Regions from separate parts of the Oryctolagus cuniculus genome. Here region 2 is linked to region 1. A link is a contact called in public Hi-C data. All regions are on one chromosome and are shown on one strand. Each heading gives the region's core, a stretch centred on a gene start, on an enhancer-like site or on the middle of the called end of the contact. The rest is flanking DNA. Distances are from core to core; before and after follow the strand shown.

Evidence for each region. Hi-C and Micro-C count contacts between places; a contact is called where the count stands out from the background.
Region 2: a Hi-C map of psoas muscle shows a contact between it and region 1, with 13 times the contacts expected there. The contact joins two enhancer-like sites. A contact is called at or near these places in 4 of 6 Hi-C or Micro-C datasets (ear pinna, psoas muscle, skin fibroblasts and 1 more).

What each region holds. Positions count from the first base shown.
Region 1 is chr4:1,503,445-1,510,232 of mOryCun1.1, forward strand. ADARB1 (adenosine deaminase RNA specific B1) reads right to left here. Exons shown (of 12, transcript XR_011387666.1): 2 at 3,439-3,563. Among named protein-coding and RNA genes, the nearest start is that of ADARB1, 56 kb to the right of the region's middle. Within about 2 kb of position 1,872, at least 2 of the 8 cell types and tissues checked have an H3K27ac peak or open chromatin away from gene starts, as enhancers often do.
Region 2 is chr4:1,644,971-1,652,549 of mOryCun1.1, forward strand. All of the region lies in intron 2 of SLX9 (SLX9 ribosome biogenesis factor), which reads right to left. Among named protein-coding and RNA genes, the nearest start is that of SLX9, 8.5 kb to the right of the region's middle. Within about 2 kb of position 2,166, at least 5 of the 8 cell types and tissues checked have an H3K27ac peak or open chromatin away from gene starts, as enhancers often do.

The sequences.
Region 1 (6,788 bases), core at 622-3,121:
ATGCAGGGCAGAGCAGCCAGCGTAGCTGAGCACTGACCTACGGGGCACTCGGTGCTGCACTGCACGCCAGTGGTTGTGGGGAAGGCAGCAGCGCCTGCTGTATACACAGTGATGCAAGTGGGGGTGTGTGCACCCTTCACGCTACAATGTGCCATGATAATGCTCTCAAAATCATACAGCTTAATTACGTCAGCTGACATGTTCTATGAACTTCCTTTTAGAATTAAAAAGGGGAACGAATGAGCACTTGTTACAGAAGGAACACTGGCGGCAGAGGCAGCGAGGATGCTCACAAACCGCGTCCGAGTTTCTGCACGAGACCACCTTCCTCAGCCCCTCCCAACCTCTGAGCAGGCACCGTCTGCGGGAACTCAACAGGGTGGCACTCCCCCCACCACCTCAGAAGACCCCCGTGCGCTCAGGCAACCCCACCAGCCTCTCAGAAGACCCCTGCATGCTCAGGTGACCCCGACCTCCCCCCTCAGAAGACCCCCATGTGCTCAGGAGGCCCCTGACCTCCCCCCTCAGAAGACCCCCGTGTACTCAGATGACCCCTGACCTCGCTTCAGAAGACCCCCGTGTGCTCAGGCGACCCCCGACCTCTCCCCTCAGAAGACCCCCATGTGCTCAGGCGACCCCTGACCTCCCCCCTCAGAAGACCCCCGTGCGCTCAGGCAACCCCGACCAGCCCCCTCAGAAGACCCCGGCATGCTCAGGTGACCCCGACCAACCCCCTCAGAAGACCCCCGTGTACTCAGGCGACCGCTGACCTCCCCCTCTCAGAAGACCCCTGTGTGCTCGGGCAACCTCTGACCTACTCACCTCAGAAGACCCCTGGTGTGCTCAGGCGACCCCCGACCTCCCCCCTCAGAAGACCCCCGTGTGCTCAGGCGACCCCTGACCTCCCCCCTCAGAAGACCCCCGTGTACTCAGGCGACCCCTGACCTCACCTCAGAAGACCCCCGTGTGCTCAGGCGACCCCTGACCTCCCCCCTCAGAAGACCCCCGTGTGCTCAGGCAGCCCCTGACCTCCCCCCTCAGAAGACCCCCGTGTACTCAGGCGACCCCTGACCTCGCCTCAGAAGACCCCCGTGTGCTCAGGCGACCCCTGACCTCCCCCCTCAGAAGACCCCTGTGTACTCGAGCGACCCCTGACCTCCCCCCTCAGAAGACCCCCGTGTGCTCGGGTGGCCCCAACCTCCCCCCTCAGAAGACCCCCGTGTGCTCAGGCGGCCCCCGACCTCCCCATCTCGCATGCTCAGGGTGACCCCAATATCTATCCTCAGAAGACCCCCGTGTGTTAAGACGAGGGGGAGGCAGTGGCATAAGCAGGATTCTGCCTGAAACTGAAAACCAAGCCCCCCAGCGGGGGTCAGGGCCCAGAGGGCCCCTGGAGAGAGCCTCCCTCTGGCGCCGAGGAGGTGACAAGCAGGGCTTCCAGGAAGGGACATGTTGTAGTTACTACTCTACATCTATTCCTGTTTCATTCCACACCAGCCGGAAAAGGAGAGAGCAACACCTCACACTCTGCTGCCAGAACTAGTTCTCGTCTTCGGGAAGCACAGAAACACAAAGTCCTGGTGGCAGCCACTTATTAACAGGAGGGGCCTGCTCCACGCTGCTGCGATGTTTTATAGCTCCCAGTGCTTTCTCGGCACACACACCAGCCAGCTCCTTCTGGCCTGTGACTTGCTCTATGCCTTTAAGAACAATTTATTTGTGCAAAGGATTATAAATAATTCATTCCTCCAGTGCGTGCTTACATTGTATAAAAATACTTGCCTTTCACTACACAGCATAATTAATGCAGTGCTTTAGCTCCACGGCATGTTAAAAATAGGCAGCCATAAATTACACCTAACTTAGCAATACGAAACCCCACGTCTCTCTCCGCCTCGCTCCACGCTGGCATTCTCACTGTCTTCCAAGAAACTGGTTACAGAGGAACTGATTTCATGTCACTGATCGAACTGAGAGAAAGGCTGTGGGAGCAAATGAAATGCCACCCCACAGGGCAGCCACGGAGAGAGTAACCCTCACCCCACAGGGCACAGCTATGGAGAGTAGCCCTGACCCCACACGGCAGCCACAGAGTAACCCTGACCCCACAGGGCACAGCCATGGAGAGAGTAACCCTGACCCCACAGGGCAGCCATGGAGAGAGTAGCCCTGACCCCACAGGGCACAGCCATGGAGAGAGTAACCCTGACCTCACAGGGCACAGCCATGGAGAGAGTAGCCCTGACCCCACAGGGCAGCCACAGAGAGAGTAACCCTCACCACACAGGGCACAGCCATGGAGAGAGTAACCCTGACCCCACAGGGCACAGCCATGGAGAGAGTAACCCTGACCCTACAGCACAGCCACAGAGAGAGTAACCCTCACCCCACAGGACAACATGGAGAGTAACCCTCACCCCACAGGACAGCCATGGAGAGAGTAGCCCTGACATTGGCCTGCCCATTCTCTGCTCGTACTCCAGCGGTCAGATATGGCCACATCCCCAGTCCCCAAACACAGCAAACCCCAGCCGCCGCCTCCATCCACACTCACTCCCTGGTGACCTCTGTGGTCCCAACGGCTCCAGGTGCTGCCCCGCGTCAACAGAACACAGGAGCACGCCGGCATCCCCTGGCCACGGCCCGCTGGAGGCCACTTCCTTCTTCCTCTCCCCTGGTCTGAACCCACGAGACAAACTTCAGCGTGAACCCTCTCAAGTCAGTCAATCCACAGAAGCCACATGAAACCCTCACACATCCCACTCGCTTCCTGGGACCCCAGCATTTGTCTCTGGGTGAGTGTCTGTCACTGCGCCTAAGACGCTGCTTGGGACACAGGCATCCCTCATTGGAGTGTCTGGGCTGGGGTCCCGGCTCCACTCCTGACCCCAGCCTCCTGTGGGGGCACACCCGCAGGCAGCAGGTAATCGCCAAGTACCTGGGTCCCAGCCACCCACGTGGGCAACCAGGGCCAAGTTCCTGGATCTCAGCTTTGCCCTGGTCTAGGCCCAGTTGTGGACATTTGGGGAGTAAAGCAGTCAGGATATCTCTCCTTCAAATACATGAATTGATAGATGAATAAGTAAATGAATAAATTTAACAAACACGCATTTTCCTCTCAAAAGAGGAAGTCGGCTCACGTCGCAGTCACCAAACCCAGAGTACTGAAGGAACTTTCTTTTAATCACTCAAACAAAATAATAATTGCCAGCAAAGGCTTTGAACAGGTCTGGCCTGGCGCCCGGCACAAAGCATGGACACAATCCCTGGTGCCCAGAACCACAGCCAGGCTGGGGGCGCCCGTGGACGGCCCAAGCCACTGCAAGCTGGAGATGGACTACCAGCTCCCGGGGCCCGTGCTCATCAGCCAGAGGCTCACACCCGAGAGGAGCGGGCCAGAGCCGCCAGTCCCAGCAGGGTCTACAGGTCGTCACTTACCTGGCCCTTTGCTTAGTTTTTATTTTGGTTCTGGTCCCCAGGCAATGCTTCCTTCAACACGAGCGGCCGGAGACAAAGTCCCAGCAGGACCGAAGCTGGGTGGTGCCCACTCCAACGCCGTCACTCTGTAACAAAGACCCTGTTACTCCGTGCTCCATCAGAGGTTTTGAGCTCTTTAACAATACACACCCTTAATTAAACTGCTAGTCATGTAGGTGGACTTTAATGACACAATGTTTAGAGCTAAAATATACATTATACTGGTTCCATTTTTTAAAAATATGTTTTAACAAAACTCTTAGGAGTTCTTTGAAGCAATGCAGATATTGCAATAATTGTGGATTTTATAATAATGTCACTCTGCAAGTAGAAAAACAAATTCTTTAAAATAAAAAAAAAAAAGAGTTCTTCCTGGGACTGGCACTGTGGCACAGCAGGTCAAGTCACTGCCTATGATGCCGGCATTCCACATGAGTGCAGGTTCAAGTCCTGGCTGCTCTACTTCTGATCCAGCTCTCTGCTGTGGCCTGGGAAAGCAGTAGAAGATGGCCCACGTGCTTGGGCCCCTGCACCCGTGTGGGACATCCAGAGGAAGCTCCTGGCTCCCGGCTTCGGATCAGCCCAGCCCCAGCTGTTGAACCATTTGGGGAGTGAACCAGCAGATGGTAGCCTTCTCTCTCTGTCTCTCCCTCTATAACTCTGCTTCTCAAATAAATAAAATAGCTTTTTAAAGGTGCCTGGGATGACCCTGCACTCACGTGGAGACCAGGATGGAGTTCCAGGCTCCTGCCTTCATGTAGCCCGGCCCTGGCAACTGCAGCCATTTGAGTCATGAACCAGCAGATGAAGATCTCTGTCTCTCCCTCTCTGTAATTCTGCCTCTCAAGTAAACAAATAAATCTTTGAAAAGCAATCCTCTTCCTGAACACAAGCTTAAGTGACTTTAAGCCATTCCACACAGGGAACGTGCAGCGAGCAGTCACGCCACACTCTGCCCTCCCACAACGTACACATGCACATCCCCTCCACCAACACCAGGGGGAGACACGCTAAGGAGCAAGCCCAGCAGGATCTCCTGTCTTCCTCAGAACAAAACCCAACACCCAGCCCAAGCACAGCCACGGACCCTACGTGCTCCTTGCCCCCACCCTGCAGGTGAGACACTGCAGCGCCCAGGCCCTGGCAGCCAGGACTGGGAACCACAGCCCCACTTCCAGGCCGCCTCGGCAAACCACAAAGGGACGACTTCAAATGCCGGTATCAAAATAGAATCATATAATTCGTTGATCTGGGGGCAAAAAAAAAAACAAACCAGAAATCCACACAAAAGAGAGGCTTCCAAAAATGTCTTCAGCAAAATGAATTTATCTTTAATTCCATTTTCCATGACCTTTGCACAGCCCTGAACACGATGTGGGTGTTTCTCTTTGAAAAGCAAACGGATGCCCAGAGGGAGGGCAGGTGCAGTGGTGAGCCCCTCAGGGAGAGGGCTCCAGTGCAGCCAGCAGGAGGGCCGCTGTGAGGCCAAGGGGCTCCACCCACGTGATTCTGTAATCATGGACGTGGCCGAGCCGCCGCGAGCTCCCTGCCACACCAGTGACTGTTTCAGGCCCTCCGAGGACTGAGCACGCCTGCCACACACCTGGCCTGGGGCCTGCAACGGCCTCTGCTGGGCAGGCCTTAGGCATGGCAGTGGGCTGGCCCACCTGACCCCAACACAGTGTGTGTGCACTGGCCACGGTCATCCTGTCCACCCCTGACAGTCCCCACTGTCACCACAGCAGACTAATGCTCCCAAGGGATCTGCCTGCTGTCCTCATCACCACGCCTGTCAGAAGGGCCCAGGAAGTCAGGTCAGTACTGTCCTCACCCCATCAGCATTGCAGCTCCGGGACCACCCACGTCCACCTGGCAAAGGCCACACCACGAGGTGACCCTCAGCCACCACCACCACCAGCGCCCAGGGCCTGGCCCCTGCTGCAGTTCCAGTGACCTCAAAGGCCACCAGGTCTGCAGGCCTGGGAGGAAGCCTGGAGCCCTGCCGCTCTGGATGGGAGCAGGTGCCGTGCGAGCATGGGCTCTGTGAGCTCCAAATCCACCTGGAAGGATCAGGAGCTCTGACTGAGTGCGTTCACACTGACCGGGCGGGCTGCAGCCGCTGCGCTGTCCAGGGGAGCTGCGGCGGGACAGGGCAGGCCCAGCTCCGCAGCTATGCGGTGGAGAGGCTCAGCCCAGCCAGGGTGTGGTGCTCTGCTCACACCCACCGCAGAGGAAGCCAGGGGAGCACGGGGCGGAAGCTGCCGGGGACACAAAGAGAGCAGGTGGCGGAACAGACCTGAATCCAGAGGGGTGAGGTCTGAGCAGCACAGGTCAACACAATGGACGCAGGAAGTGGTAACCCCAGAAGAAAATGGTCAAGCAACACACATTTTTTTTAAATTTATGTATTTATCTGACAGATAGAGTTAGACTGAGAGAGAGAGACAGAGAGAAAGGTATTCCCTCCGTTGGTTCAGTCTCCAAATGGCCAGCACGTTCGGAGCTATGCTGATCCGAAGCCAGGAGTCAAGTACTTCTTCCTGGTCTCCGACGCAAGTGCAGGCACCCAAGCACCTGGGCCATCCTCCACTGCCTTCCTGGGCCACAGCAGAGAGCTGGACTGGAAAAGGAGCAACCGGGGACTAGAACCTGGCGCCCATACGGGATGCCAGTACCGCAGGCAGAGGATTAACCAAGTAAGCCATGGTGCCGGCCCCCAACCAACATACTTTCAAAGGATCCCCCCGGGCAGGCACTCGGCCTAGCAGCTAAGACGCTGGCCAAGGTCCCCTGCACCACATCAGAGTCCCTGGACACCACTCTGCCTCTGGCTCCTGACTCCAGCTTCCAGCTGATACAAACCCTGGCAGGCAGCCATGGTAGCCTAAGTAATTGGGTTTTCACCACCCATGTGGGCAACCGGCTCCCGGCTTCAGCCCTGGCCCATCCTAGGCCATCACAGAAATCTGGGAAGCAAACCAACAGACGGGAGCTCTGTGTGTGTGTGTGTGTGTGTGTGTCCCTGTCTCCTTAGCTCTCAAATTTAAATATTTGAATAATTCATAGAAAAAAATCATGGTAGAAAACAGAAAGCATTTGGAACCTAATGCCAAAGAAGATTAAAGATCAAATTGTGCGGGATGCAGGTAAAGCAGCCAGAGGGAGGCCGACAGCTACAGCTCGGGTGAGAACATGGACGCACAGTTGCCCGAGCAAGCCCAGGACAGGACAAAATAGGCCCCAAAACAGAGCAGGAAGGCACAGCAAGAAGTGAAACCTGTATGAATTACACCAAAGAGCAGGCACACAAC
Region 2 (7,579 bases), core at 916-3,415, 140 kb after region 1:
CTCCCCTGTGGAAGTGGGGAAAGTGCCAGGGGGAGCCGCCCTTCCACGGAGGTGGAAGGGTCGGTAGCCAACCTGGGAAGAACCAGCAGCAAACCCGGGAAGGGCCGAGCAGACAAAAGAACAGCGCAGGGTCCTGTGTCGTTCCTCCGCGAATGGGGGAGCGACATCCTAGGAGTGGGCGTGCGAGGACCCGGCCGGCCACACCCGCAGGTGGCACTACAGCCTCTGGAGCCCCAGGCCGAGGTCCTTCGCCAGGGCCACCGTGCTGCCCACGCACGCTTCTCCCCACAACTGCCACCGACGGTGCGCTTCCAGCTGCAAGCAGGCAAAGCCACGGCCTCCAGGCCACGCCCGAGACTCCATGAGGTGACGCTGGACGATGGCGTGTGCTTCCAGGCACCAGAGGCCCAGCACCTGCGAGCAGGCGGCCTCTCCACACCGCCCACTGGACACACTCAGCAGCGCTGCTGACCCTGCAGCCGGGCCGCACATTACAGATGTGTAACCAAGCCCGGGGCAGCAGCTTGCCCAGAGTCCTGGGAACTGAGCACCACAGCACAGCTGGGCCCACAGGGCCTTAGAACTCTGGTGACGCATCCCCTCAGCCCAGGGGCCACGCACTGAGGGGTCCTGGCTTGCAGCTTTAATCCCAGAGCTAAACCACGGGCCCAGCCCTGGATGCAGCCACAGCTTCTCCGAGTGCCCAGAAAACGCACACTCGGCTGAGCCGGCACAGCAGGCCGAAGCTGGAGGTCCACCTGCCGATCTGCGCACCCAGGCCGGAAACAGCCACATGCGCCATGGCAACCTCAGGAAGCCCACTTCACACCAAGGGGAAGCTCACGGGCAGCAAAGACAGGCGGAAATCACCACAGACACAGGCCCAACTGGCGGGTCCTGCACAGGCCCACGTGGTGCCAGCTGGCACCTCAGTGACTCCCTCCCTGTGAGGACGGGCAGGAGCCAGACAGGGGACGCTGTGCACAGCCAGCACAGGCCTTCCTGCTCACTGGTGCCAAGGTAGGACATGAGGATGAGGACGGGGAGGAGAAACTGGGCCGCAGGTGTCGGGGGCAGGACCAGCGCCCTTTGCAGGGACCGGGCCTCCGGGTCCTGGGCAGACAACAGGGCAGTCTCCACGTGCTGCAGGAGCACACTGAATAAATCCAGAAACACTGGCGTCACCGCTCCGGCAGCCTCATGCCCCAGGGGAAGTCGGCCTGGCATGTGGGGAGAGGATCAGGATGAACTCACCGGGTGTGTCTCATCTTTATCTGCCCGCCCAGGCCCCTGCAGGCCCCCATGGTCATGGCAAGCAGGCATGTGTGCTGCTAACACCGTCTCTGCCTTCGGTGCGCTCCGGAAGACGGCGGCTCCGCTCCAGTGCGGTGCTCTCTCCTTGGCCCTGATTTTCCCTGGGCTAAGTGGTTTCGGTTGGGACCTACTCTCCCCAGGACATGTGCACACGACAGGCCTGTCCCAGCTGGCACAGCGGACTGTGAGGTTCAAGGAAGAAGCATCAGAAACAAGCTCTGGGGACGGAGGGGCAGTAGCCCTGCTGGACGACCCCAGGCCACAGAGGGAGCCTAACCCCTCTCCCAGTAGTCAGGACCCTGGAGCCGACCTGCTCACCTCACCCCCACCCCTTGCTCCCAACAGAAAAGGAGGGGCTGCGAACCCTCACGGGCAGCCTTGGCCGCACCCAGGCTGGGGACTGCACGGCCCAGGGCTTGGACACTGCTCCCCACACTGTGCCTGGTCCCCATTGCCTCAGGTTGGGTTGAGAACAAAACGTCCACGCAGCTGGACACTGTCCAACCCCCAGTGAGGTGCTGGGGTGGGGGTGGGGAGCGTCCTGGCTGGCGTGGGGCCCGGGCACTGTCTGAGGTGTGTGGCTCTGGCGAGGCAGATGGCGCTGGCCATGCACCGACAGGGCAGGACGGGGCTTTCTCCAGACAATCCTGGTGGCTGCCTGCAACTCTGGAGTTATTTCAAAGAAAAAGACCCTAAGACCGACGGGGACCGACCCACAGTAACCTGGACTGTGCTGGAATGAAGAAAACGCAGGGCCCTTCCTGGTCCCAGCCCCAGGGGGCTCCCAGCACGCATCTCCATGGCATCAGAGAAACAGGAAGCAAACAAGGCCATTCCCGTCAGACGCGCAGGGTCTGGAATGCCCGGAACTGCTGGCAGCAGGCCCCGCGGGCCACAGAGCGGCACGGAGGACTGCCCAGATCCCATCAGCCCCTGACGGACTGATTCAGCGCGGGGGTTCAGAGCGGGCTGTGTGTCTTGCCCGTCCCGACCCCCAGCCCCGCGGGCAGAGGGAGACACAGAGGCGCAGAACTGTGAAGGACAAGGCAGGTGCTCCCTCCCCCATGCTGAGGACGAGGTGATGTCAGCCTGGGCTGCTCTGGTTTCTAAACTCAGAGCAAGGCCTACAGCCAAGCAGGCAAGCCAAGCTGCTCGCAAGAGGCAGCCGCTCAGAGCATCGGCGTCAGGTGGGCCACGGGGCCTCTTCAGCCTCAAGCAAGGGCCGCTGTCCAGAGCCCCGGCCAACCACGGACCAGCACGGTCAGCACTGCGGCCCCAGGGCTCTGGGAGGAAAGGGGACACAGTAAGCATTTCTGATGAGTGACAGATGACAGCAGCAAGGGCCATACTCTTTCAGTGACCCCAGCCCGAGCTTCCCCACCAAAGACCCAGACTTGGCATGGGGGCAGCAATGCCAAGGCCAGGGCAGGCCCAGCCCAACCCAGAAAGCCCACAGCCCAGCCAGCAGTTTCATAAGGAGAGTAAAACTGTCTAGGACCATGGCAAAAACAAGACTTAATGGGATCAGCCATCCACCTCACAGCGGGAGGGCTGTGACCCCCCTCCCCAGGCTCTGCACCCCTCCCTTTCCACACCCCAGATCACCCGCTGCTCGGATGACTCAGTGCCCCCTCTCCAGGCCCAAGCAGTACACTCACTGCTCACAGCACTGGGGGTGAAGGGCAAGTCCCTGCTGACCTGGACCCCAAGACCCCAGGCAGCAGAGGCAATCCCAGAGGGAGGCATCGTCCCCTCCTGCCCCCAGCGCATCCCTGCAAGGTGCACCTTGTACCCAAGGCACCTGCGGCTGCCCAGAACTGCAGAGCCAGGCCGGGGCTCGAGGGAACTGCAGCTCAGGCCCCGACACTTAGGGCTGCCCCACTACTGGATGTCAGAACAGTGGTGGTGCTGAGCGGCGGGAGGACACAGCTCCCAGGGACCCCACATGAACGGTCAGGAAAGCCGGTCGCACCTGGTTCGTTCTCATTTCATAGGACGACGTGCACTGTGGCTCAGGCTCGGGCAGTGCCTGCAGGTGTCCGACTGATGTAACTCAGGTCTGAGGTGCAGCCCTCGACACGGGTCCCCTCAGCCCACCTGAAACATAGCTATGGGGCCGCCCCCACAGCCGCACGGCCAAGCAAAGCGAGAATAAGGTCCTGACTGGCTAAAAATAGAGGCAAAGGCGAAATGATAAAAGCATTAAAACACTGGAAGCGATACAAGCCACAGGAAACAGAGATTTTCCTAAAGAGAAGCTTACTACCTCTGCAGGGTGCAATGACACGAGTTCCAATGGGAAGAGCAGTCTGCAGGTGACAGAGATGACACTCCTCCCGTATAAACAGCTGTCCCAAACCCGTGAGCAAGACACCAATAGCTGGGGGAGGGCAGGAGGGCACAGGCAGGCGCCTCAGGGCGCTCACGAGGAACCCACACAAGCCAGGCACGTACACTGACACAGGTCCCACCTGGACCTTGCGACCACAGGTTGGCATGACGGGCAGCCTCTCGTGTGCTGCTCCGGGAGCTCCCACGGGGCTCTGTCTGCAGCTGGCAACGTGGCAACATCTACTGACACGATGCACGCCCACACAGACCCAGGGGACGCATGCACGCCGCCCCTGCAGCACGGCTGCATCGCACAACACGTCCACAGCAGGCTGGAAAAATGCAGCGCCCCGCACGCGTGTGCTGCTTCCGAGTGTGGAGGCAACTGGCCCACTCAGGGGCCCTGCTCTGAGGACCAAGGGCTTAGAGCCCTCGGTCTCTACAGGAGATGGAAGCCAGTGACAGGCAGAGCTCCCCAGAGTGCCACGCGAGGTAGACTCAGCTCCAGACGCTCAATCCAGCATCCGCTTGCCCTTGGCGGGAGGCTGTGTGGGGTCTCCACACCCACCCACAGCGTGCAGGGCCCTCTCCACAGTGCACAGCCCCAGGACCCAGAGTCCCACGGCCAGTCCCTTGCAGACAGGAGCTGCTACAAATGGGAAATGCAGGTTCAAAACCCCACGCCTACCTCCTCCAGGACAAGCGCTCACGGCTGGTGTGAACTCAGAAAGCAGAACCCACTCAGGACAAGGGCGCCTGCCAGCCACTTCTCACCTTGCTACAAGCTCAGGGCCAGGCATGAAGATGGAGGGGACATAGTCATCACTGTCACACATGACACAAGTGTAGCAAATCCTCACCGTCACACACATGATGTATGTATAACAAATCCCCATCAGTACTATCACACACGTGACATGTGTAGCAAATCCCCATCAGCACATCACACACAGGACACTCGTGAGGCGAATCCTCGTTAGCGCCCTCACACACACGACACGTGTACAGCAAATCCCCATCACCATGACACTTGTGTAGTGAATCCTCGTCAGCGCCCTCACACACACGACACGTGTACAGCAAACCCCATCACCATGACACTTGTGTAGTGAATCCTCGTTAGCGCCCTCACACACACGACACGTGTACAGCAAACCCCATCACCATGACACTTGTGTAGTGAATCCTCGTCAGCGCCCTCACACACACGACACGTGTACAGCAAATCCCCATCACCGTGACACTTGTGTAGTGAATCCTCGTCAGCGCCCTCACACACGACACGTGTACAGCAAATCCCCAGACCGCCACAAGCTGTGAAATGGAGTGAACCAGCAAGGCTGGGAGGTCGAGGCTCACTAGGAGGTGGGCCTGAGCCACAGGGAGGGGGGTCCTTGCTGCCCCTGCCCTGGGGACAAGGGAGGCTCTGAACACCAAGAGTCCACATCACCCCTCTGTGGCCAGCAGCACTGCCCTTGGGCCCAAGTGCTGGGGACACCAGCCCCAGGACAGCATCTCTGGGACCAGACACAGGTGGCACCTCTGTGCACAGCCCCACACAGAGCCCTGTTCCCTTCCGACCCGCCCCCTAATTTTCTATCTGAAAACCCCCGGCCGCCCTCCGGCCCCAACAGCCACTGAAGCGCATGACAAGCAGACAGCCTCAGCAGGATGCTGCCCGCCGGCTCCACAAACAGCAGAAATATGCTGCGAGCCTTAAATAGCTCCAGCCACTGCATCCACAGCGCCGGGTTTAGAAACAGCAACCCACACGCTCAGACGAGTCCCCCCCATGCTCCCGAGACGTGCCCGAGCAGCAGCGCTCGGACGGGGGAGGGGCCCTGGGAGGGGCCGCATGACCCAAATGCCGACCCAGTCCAGAAAAAACCTTGCTGGGGTCAGGACGCCCCCTTCCCCAGGAGGACGGCTCTGCTGCTGCCGGATACAGACCCACAGGAAAGAAGCCAGGCTCTCAGGCCCACCCTGGTCACAAAGCAGAAGCACTAGCACAGATCCTCAGAGACCAGGCCCAACTCCCTGACAGAAAGTTCCAGAAAAATGATTCCAGAAGTCAGTCCAACATCATTACTAGGGGCAGTGAAGCCATTTGGCCATGGTGTGGCAAACAGAGCAGACGTGAGCCTCACAGGAGACGGCGGGCCCAACAAGCCAGCACATACAGCCCCGGACGGGCTGAGTGCACACAGGCGTCGCATGGACGCCGCGGGGACACACCCTGGACAAAGAGCGGCAGGGGTCCGAGGCCCCCGCTGGCTAAGGGGAGGGCTGCTTCTGAGATGGAGCAGGAGCTGTCCACTCCCAAGCAGGCCAGTGGCCAACAGGGGCAGCAGGCCGGCAGGACACACGTGACCACACGCAGGACCAGGTGCAGTGTCACTTCTGTGGCCAGCCAGGGTTTTGTCTTCCATGCCACGCACAGGGCTTTCTGAGTTACGCAACGTTGTTTCACACAAGCAGTTTAGAGCGCGGCCAGCCCTAAGCTCAAGTCCTGCTCACAGGTGATGTGGCGAGGGGACCTGCCACGGAGCAGTACAGGCACCGAGCCACAGGGCCGGCTTGGCGCCTGGGCGGGGCACCACCAGGGAAAGAGACTCCGCAGGCGGCACACAGCCCCGCCCACCAGCCTCCCTGTGCAGACACCGGCCACAGTGGATGCGGGCTCTCGGATGGCCACTGGCAGGCTGGGAATTTTGCCTCACTCAGGGCATCCCCAGACCCGGTCTCCTCCCAAACTGTGAATGCGGCCAAGGCTCAGCAGAGCACGCAGGGCAGCGGGCAGCGGAAACAAAGTCAGCTGACTCGCCCCAACCTCTCGCACCCTCTTCCACTGCTCACCTCAGGACCCTGACGTCCAGCAGGTGACTTCAACTTGATGGAGGCCACACCTGCTGTGCGGGTGGGAGCACACGCGTGCCACCACCACGTGCTCCGGACATGGCTCAGGCGAGGTTTGTCCCCTCATGGGCTGGCCTGAGAGCTCACAGCTTTACGATGAACGCCTGGGGTCCCAGGAAGCAGATCAGAGACGGGGAGTAGCAGGGGGCACTGAACCCAGCAGGCTGGTTCTGCTCGGCCCCTGCCCACAGCTAGAACGGAACAGGCCTCGCCCAAGGTCACAACGTGCTGTGACAGGAGACCCCAGAGAGCCAGCAGGCATGCGCCAGGCTGGCTGGCCCCACCCGCCAGCCCCTGGCCGGCTGTCTCAACAATGTATAGCTCAGAGCAGACAGACAGAAGACACAGCCATTCACGGGCCTCTCTACCTCCCTGGCCCGCCCAGCACTGCAACACCCTCCATGGACCACGGGTAAGGACTGGCACCTCCGTGCCCCACAGCGGCCGAGGCAGCTGACACACAGGGCGGCCAGCAAGACTCCGGCAAGCTCCTCCTGACGTCTGTTCTACGGTACAGTCTGATGTCCCCTGCTCTGTGTGTTCTTAGGAGTCTGGGGTAGGTGGAGATGTCGGGAATATGCTCTGTGACTTCTGCCAGACCCGACTCAGCTGTGGAAAAGGTTCTTCATGGTTATCTTTTAAAAACTGCCTAAAGGCAGCCCACGGCCCCCTCTAATCTATGTGCAAGGTGCGCACTGGCCAAGTCTCCCCCTGCAAGGCAGGCGCCCTGGTCCTAAACCGGGCAGAGGGATGAAGAGAGTGCAGCTGCTGCCCTCTACCGGGAAGAGCAGGGGAGGACGCTGGAGGAGCATGGGAAGGTCAGGGTCTAAACCAGCAGTTACCTGGGCAAGGGTCTGTCCTGGCCAGGACTGGTCTTGCCTGAGAGCCGTGGACACACCCCTGCAAAACGTCCCGACGCCAGGCCTGGAGGCCACGTGCCCCAGTCCAACACCGCCGCACATGTGTCTGCACTGCCACCTCCTGGCGGCCCTGGGGTAACACCAGCTGACAGCTGTGC